Regions from separate parts of the Danio rerio genome. Here region 1 is linked to region 2. Evidence: chromatin contacts called from public Micro-C data. All regions are on one chromosome and are shown on one strand. The core of a region is the stretch at or near the end of the contact, and the rest is flanking DNA. Distances in the headings are between cores, read along the strand shown.

Region 1 (3,878 bases), core at 1,288-3,787, 95 kb after region 2:
TATGAGTCAAATGGTGTAACCAGTTACACCCCTTGACATTTCAACTTAAAATGAAATTTGACAGGCATTATCAATAACATCTATGTAAGCACATGGGCTTGGTGGGAATATTTCAAATTTAACTTTTAAATATAATACTTATTTTTATAATTATGAACAATTATCAGTGCATTTCTGGGGTCTTACCATTTGACATGCATATCTAAGAATAGCTGACCATACCTTAAAAAGGTCAAAGTATCTCACATTTTAAAAAGAGTTACTAACCTTTGCATGCAGCAATTAGTCTTATCAAGAGTTCTTCTCTGTGATTCAATTTCCTGTCTAACTGTCTTGTGCACAATATTAACAAAATGGCTCAATAAATGGTGGTTACACCATCTTGACATTTCAGAAATTTGAGGTGACAGAAAAAATTCCCCAAATGAATTATAATATTTAAAACAATTGTGCTATATTTACCTTTATTTACTATTAAATATGTCTAATGTAAAATTATGCCAGACTAGCCGATACAATGTTTCATTGAGGCTTTCACATTTTTTAAACAAGGTAAACTATTTGGTACCAATTTTTTTTGGTTACACCACATTGACATTCTTGCAATAATCCCCTAAAAATTTTCTTAAAATGGATTAAAACCAAAAAATTAAACTTGGTCCTCAAAATAGAGAATGTATGCAAGTAATTTGCTTATTTATTTTGAAACTGTAACCTACTTGAATTTATTTAAAAGACATGGACACAAAAAAATGAGCGTCACGTCATTGACCCATATATATATATATATATATATATATATATATATATATATATATATATATATATGTGTGTGTGTGTGTGTGTGTGTGTGTGTGTGTGTGTGTGTGTGTGTGTGTGTGTGTGTGTGTTAATGTGGTCATGTGTGTTTAAACTGAAAGAAATACAACATACAAGTTTCAGTTTCTGAAGACAGACAGACAGACAGACAGACAGACATATAGATTGATAGACAGACAAACAGACAGCCATATAAACAGATAGACAGAGAGAGATAGATAGACAGACAGACAGAGAGACAGACATATATAGATAGACAGAGAGACAGACAAACATATAGATTGATACAGAGACAGACAAACAGGCAGATATATAGACAGACAGACAAGTATACAGACAGACAGACAGACAGACAGACAGACAGGCAGATATACAGACAGATAGATAGATAGATAGATAGATAGATAGATAGATAGATAGATAGATAGATAGATAGATAGATAGATAGATAGATAGATAGATAGATAGATAGATAGATATACAGACAGGCAGATATACAGACAGACAGACATAAATAGATAGACAGAGAGACAGACAAAAAGATAGACAGACAGACAGACATATAGATCGATAGACAGACAAACAGACAGCCATATAAATAGATAGACACAGATAGACAGAGAGAGATAGATAGACAGACAGACAGAGAGACAGACATATATAGATAGATAGACAGATAGAGAGACAGACAAACATATAGATTGATACAGAGACAGACAAACAGGCAGATATATAGACAGACAGACAAGTATACAGACAGACAGACAGACAGACAGACAGACAGACAGACAGATATACAGACAGACAGAGACAGACGGGCAGATATACAGACAGGCAGACATAAATAGATAGACAGAGAGACAGACAAAAAGAAAGACAGACAGACAGTCAGAGACATACATCTAGCTAGATAGATAGATAGATATTAATGCAACACCAATGTAAACCGGTTGTATATGCAACATGTAAACCAATAAAAGAAGCAAAATATCACTTTGTCCAACGGACACAAATAAATGAGCCCATCCCAATGAATCAGCTCTCGTGTTTGATCCTGTCAAATGTGTAAATATGCCCTTGTGTTGTTTAGATGCTATTTTCGAATAGCTGTTAATGAAGACAGTATTTAACCTAACCTGACCTGTTGTGAGTGACAAACAAAACATCAGAGAGAAGCGCGAAACCTCAAGCAGAAAACAAATCCCATCTGAAAGCCACATGCTGCATCCTGACCATTGCTATAACTAGATTTGCTTGAACCTTTTAGTAATTTAATGTCCTTATGGACATTTTAAGTAATAATAATAATAAAAAAACATAAACACTGTTCAATGATGTGACAGTTCCAGCGTCAAAAACAGTGCTGTTCTGTAACGTAATTGATTCTACTTGAGAAGATAGAAGTTACAAAATAATAATCTACAACAGAGGAAAACATTTGAAAATGATTCAATAAACATGAAAAAAAATCACAATTATGCAAAGATTCATCCGAGTACCTCATATAGCATAAATCTGACATGGGCTAACCAAAGTTAGCAATTCCTTCTGTTCCCATCCAAACACAACATCGTGTAACTCTGCAACTAAACTATTCTCGTAAAATAGTTTTCGCTGCACATTCAACTCACCTTGCTTTTCACTTCCACCGCGTTCATGTTCAAGCTACGCAAAGATTGTGATTTATTAAAACTCCGGTTCATTTTGCTCGCTTGAAACTTTTCAGCCCGTCCAGGGTGATGGGCTCGATTTATAAGCCTGTCCCGTTATTGAACGTCCAATGTTCACTTTCCAAAGGAGGAAAAAAATCAGTCCACTGAGGCTGTGCGACAGTTTTTCTAAACTTCAGGTCGCGCGGTGTCTCGGTCACTTCACAAAACTTCTGCAGAAAATTATGTGAAAGACTAATCAGTACCTCTCACTAGGGGGAGTGGGCTAAGTTTTCACATATGACATCATCGCTCTGTCTCCGACGGGTTGCTAATTCTACTACGGTGAGGGTTTGGCTTATGAATATTAATTACGTAACGATGGTCTTCCTTAGAGGTAGCTGATTGGCTGCAAAGCGAACGTTAGTAAGCGGGATAAGGTGATGCGGTTGATTTCTTGATTAAAGGGACAGTCACATTTTTACATGCATAAACAAAGATGCATGGCTTCAATCCTAAATTCTCGACATTTTCAGATTGAAGTTGACGCTCAGCTCAAATCTTACAACAAAACAACAAAAATCTGTCCGAGTTTTGGTACTATATGAAGAACTGTCGCTGTTGATTCTGATTTGAGTTAGATAGCTTTTCTGTAATGCTCTTAATTTATTTATTTTCATACACTTTTGTTCAATTGTGATTTACTTACCCCCTTCTTTGTTTTGTTAGTCTTTCTCTCTCTGCAGTTAATGTATTTTCCTCTCTTATATCTGTCTTATTGTGGTTGTATATTTTTATTCATAATATACATGAAATTAAAATTTAAAAAGTAAAAATAAAGGGACAGTCACAAAAAAATGAAATGTTGTGTTTACTCAGCCAGGATCTATGAACAATAATAAATAAAAGTAATTAATTATTAATTAATGAATCAACAACAACAACAACAACAACAACAAACATAATAATAATAATAATAATATATTTTGGCCATTAATTAATTCATCCATTCATTTTCCTGCTTCTTAGTCTCTTGATTCATTTGGGGTCCCCAAAGTGGAATGAACCGCCAACTTATCCAGCATATGTTTTACACAGTGGATGCCTTTCCAGCCGTAACCAAGTTGCCTACTGGGAAACATCCATACACACACATACACTACGGCCAATTTAGTTTATTCAAGTCACCTATACCCGCATGTCTTTGGATTGTGGGGGAAACCGGAGCATCCGCAGGAAACCCACACGGACACAGAGAGAACAAAGCAGCGACCTTCTTGCTGTGAGGGAACAGTGCTAACTACCGAGCCATTGTGTCGCCCCGGTATTAGTTGAGCCTTTTTAGTTTTCTACCTGTATTTTTTACTATATTTGTTTATTTATTTAATTTAATTTAATTTTTAATTTATT
Region 2 (3,791 bases), core at 1,286-3,785:
TTATCACTTAAGTGATGACGAGGCTTCATTTAAATGGCACAAAACACGAAAAAGGTCTATAATTTATGTTGCGTGGGTGTTGAGATCCCGATCTTTTAATGATTAATCATGCAGCTTACACTGAATGCATTGATGCAGCCTAAACAAGTAGTGACAGAAAACACAGGAAAGCCTAAATGCTTTCATATATGTGATTTGTATGACGCAAGAGTCGATCTCTCTGTGAGAAAAAAAAAAATGTGAGAAAAAAAATATATATATACACACACACATATACATACATACATACATACATACATACATACATACATACATACATATACATATATAGATATTAATCCACGTGCCACGTGTTCCAAACCGTTGGTTGTGATCCAACAAAGAAATCTGTTACACAAACATTTAGGCCATGTAGTCTGAAGTGTTTTTTATTCAAATAAATACAAAAATTTCAAATATTTTAATACCTCTAAATAAAAAAGTAAGACTTTCAGTAATTCAGTGGATTCATTGAGATGAGATGTCAAAAACACTGTTACCAACCTTGATGTGGTTGTAGATTTCACCGTTGTAACATAACCACAGATAAGGGAACTTTTTGACTCGCAGAGGCTGCATGCCATAAAGCTGGTCCACAATCGCAAGACGGTGAAACCCAAAGCAGCAGTTAGTGAAACCGTTGACATTCTCGAAGCGGAAAGCATCCGGTCCACGATGAAAGATCTTCATGGCATTAGTGCACTGAACTGAAAGGCACTCATCACTACCAAACAAGGCCCATATGCCACACATTCTGATGCTGCGGATTAATAACAACATCAAAGGTATTATTAAGTAGAATATAATAAATATAATTTAAAAAATCATATTTTAAAATGGGCACAAACTAACAAGCCAAACTGCAATCCCATGAAAAGTGAAAATGACAAGTGAATTAAAAGAGCTTAAATTAAATATACAGTACATAAAAATGTATTAGTTAAGTTTATAGAACAAAATGGTTACTGCAAATTATATATACTACAAAATGTAGTGTTCATTGGGCCTATTAGAATTAAATCTATCAGGTTTAAAGGTACAGTTCAATAAAAGTAAAGGAAAAAATTTTGAAAAAAAAATAATAATCAACCAATCAGAGAGTAGAAGCGAGCAAGGTGAGAAAGAATACACCTTTAGCTTGCTTACTTGCTCTCAAAATACTTAGTTTCAAGTTTATTGCCTAGTATGCATATAAACAAGTAATTGTTTCATATACATCTATGTGAGATATTGATTTTGAATATTAAAAAAAAAAAACTCTTGACTTTTTGACTCTTCAGTTTTTGACTCTTTTTTTTTTTTTCTTCAGAGTTGTTTTAGGACTTTCGATTCATGTATCTATGGGGAAAATTACTAGAAACAACAAACGCCAAAAACAGTCGAACTACTTGCTTTACAAACAGTGTGTAAATAAATAGAAAATGTAATAAATAAAAATAGCATTTTATAAGAAAATATCAACATCAAGCAGCATAATGAACTTTTTTACAGCTAAAAATCTATGGAAGTGAATGAGTCATTAAATCTCGAGTAAATAATGTTTGAATGGCTGAGCCTGCTTTTATCAGAAAGAATAGGGTGAAAAGGATAAAGTACTTTTGCAACCATTGTTGCTGAAAAAGCAGGGCAGTAATGTACTACTGTATTTAGCTTCGAGTTTCCGCTGATGAGCCATCTTGCTTGAAATTTTCTTTCAGTTAAAGCATACTGTTGATTATCAAGTTAGTAGCTTTAACTGCCTTAAAAGTGTATAAGTTATTGCTTAATATATATATATATATATATATATATATATATATATATATATATATATATATATATATATATATATATATATAAACTCCCTTAAAGAGAAATAATGAGATTCATACTGCTGCACTATGTTTGCATTGAAACATCTTACTGTTAATTGGTCAATATTGTCAATAACAACAACAATAAACATAATACATATATACACAACTAAAAGTAAAACGTATCTTTTACATTCTTTAAAAAAAAGTATTAAAGCCGATTAGCAGATGCGCAATTTACGTGAATTGGTTACACTAGCAAGTAACTTATGCGTAATATTATAATAGCCAAATTGTTCATATTATTAATAGGAGCTTTTATCCTGTCATCAATACTTCCTGACTTGCAAAACCGGCCCACACATACACATAGCTGGCTTGAGCAACTTAACTGTTAAACTGCACAGATAAACCTTATAACTGTAAAATGCATGTAAGCAATACATTAGCTACGTTATACAAAATAAGCTGTTCAATTTTAACATTAATAGCCTAACGTTACTGCTGCTGAAACTAACATATGGCAGAAAGAGCTGCTTTGATTATTAATACTTGTTTAGTCGGAGGCTGTACTTCTGATTGCATATGAACGCATTAAACAGTGCGTATGACGTAAAACCACACATAAAGAATACTACCTTTAAGGATTTATTTGGTCAGCACTGGTCGAGAATAAGAGATAGGTCGCGTTTCCCGTGTTTCGCACTGAAGTTCGGATGATGAAACACATGTGCGGCGTTTCTGTGTCCTCTGCTGCTTCAGAGTGATAGTCGCCGCTGATTGGTCGTAATTCGTCATGTGACTGCTCAGCGTACTAGAACTGGAAGTACTGATGATGAACTGACGTATACTAATTCATTTCTCTTAATAAAACACAAAAATATATTGATGCTAACTGTTCCTTTTGTAAGCAATACCCAGAGTCAATACCCTTAGTTCACTTACTTTGGTAATGCAGTTATTTTAATTTGGTTTGGAAAGATTTTTTTTCCTTTTAGAAATTGAGTACTTTGAGAGTGTTAATGTTAAAATGTTTTGTTTGGTTTTGTTTTCTGCAAAACAGAACCTTTACATAAAAAGAAAATATATTTCCTTAATCTTATTAACAAAGTTTTATATACATAATAGTACAGCTATTATATTATAATACATACAAAAATGCAAACTCCATAGAGCAGCGCCAACTGACCCAGTCGAGGCTCGAACCAGCAACCTTGTTGCTGTGAGGCGACGGCACTACCTACTGCGCCAATACATATATAAATATATATTCAAAATCATTATTTCACACACAGGGGGTGCTGGTGGGCTGGTGTACTGCAGAATTCAGTTCCAACCCCAATAAGATACACTTGAACCTAATCAAGCTCTTTGTAGAAATACTACAACAGGGGTGTCCAAACTCGGTCCTGGAGATTCGGTAGCCTGCAGAGTAGTTACAACTTGCTTCAACACACCTGATAGGAGGTTTCTAATATATCTAGTAAGAGTTTGATTAGCTGGTTCAGGTGGGTTTGTTTAGGGTTGAAGCTAAACCCTCAAGAACACCGACCCTCCAGGACTGAGTTTGGACACCACTGTACTAGGAACTTCCAGGCAAGCATGTTGAAGGAAGCTGGAGCTAAACTATTCATGGCACTAGCCCTCCAAAACTGAGTTTGGAAACCCCTGCTATTCATATATACCACTTTAATACTCTCTATTTTGTTTCTCTGGATTTACTAGGTATGGGTTTGAGAAAACTTGTTATTTTTATAATTATTATAATATACACTTTTACATTTTTTTTAAAATCTAAAGTGACAGCTTTTCTAATGGCTCAAAACTTAGGACATTACACAGTACACTTCAATTATTGTGTTCTGCTACATGTGTGTGTATGTATATGTATATCACATTTTTTTCTTTTTTTTTTTGATCTTGAGATACTTTAAGACTCTTAAAATCCTGAAGTGACTG

Evidence for each region. Hi-C and Micro-C count contacts between places; a contact is called where the count stands out from the background.
Region 1: a Micro-C map of caudal fin shows a contact between it and region 2, with 8 times the contacts expected there. The contact joins the promoter of pard6gb here to the promoter of asns in region 2. A contact is called at or near these places in 1 of 18 Hi-C or Micro-C datasets (caudal fin) and 1 of 4 datasets of contacts at active chromatin or transcription factors (caudal fin).

Annotation. Positions count from the first base shown.
Region 1 is chr19:28,184,728-28,188,605 of GRCz12tu, forward strand. pard6gb (par-6 family cell polarity regulator gamma b) reads right to left here and starts at 2,538. Exons shown (of 3, transcript NM_212563.1): 1 at 2,451-2,538. The coding sequence starts at 2,522.
Region 2 is chr19:28,089,906-28,093,696 of GRCz12tu, forward strand. asns (asparagine synthetase) reads right to left here and starts at 2,536. Exons shown (of 12, transcript NM_201163.3): 1 at 2,471-2,536; 2 at 544-799. The coding sequence starts at 792.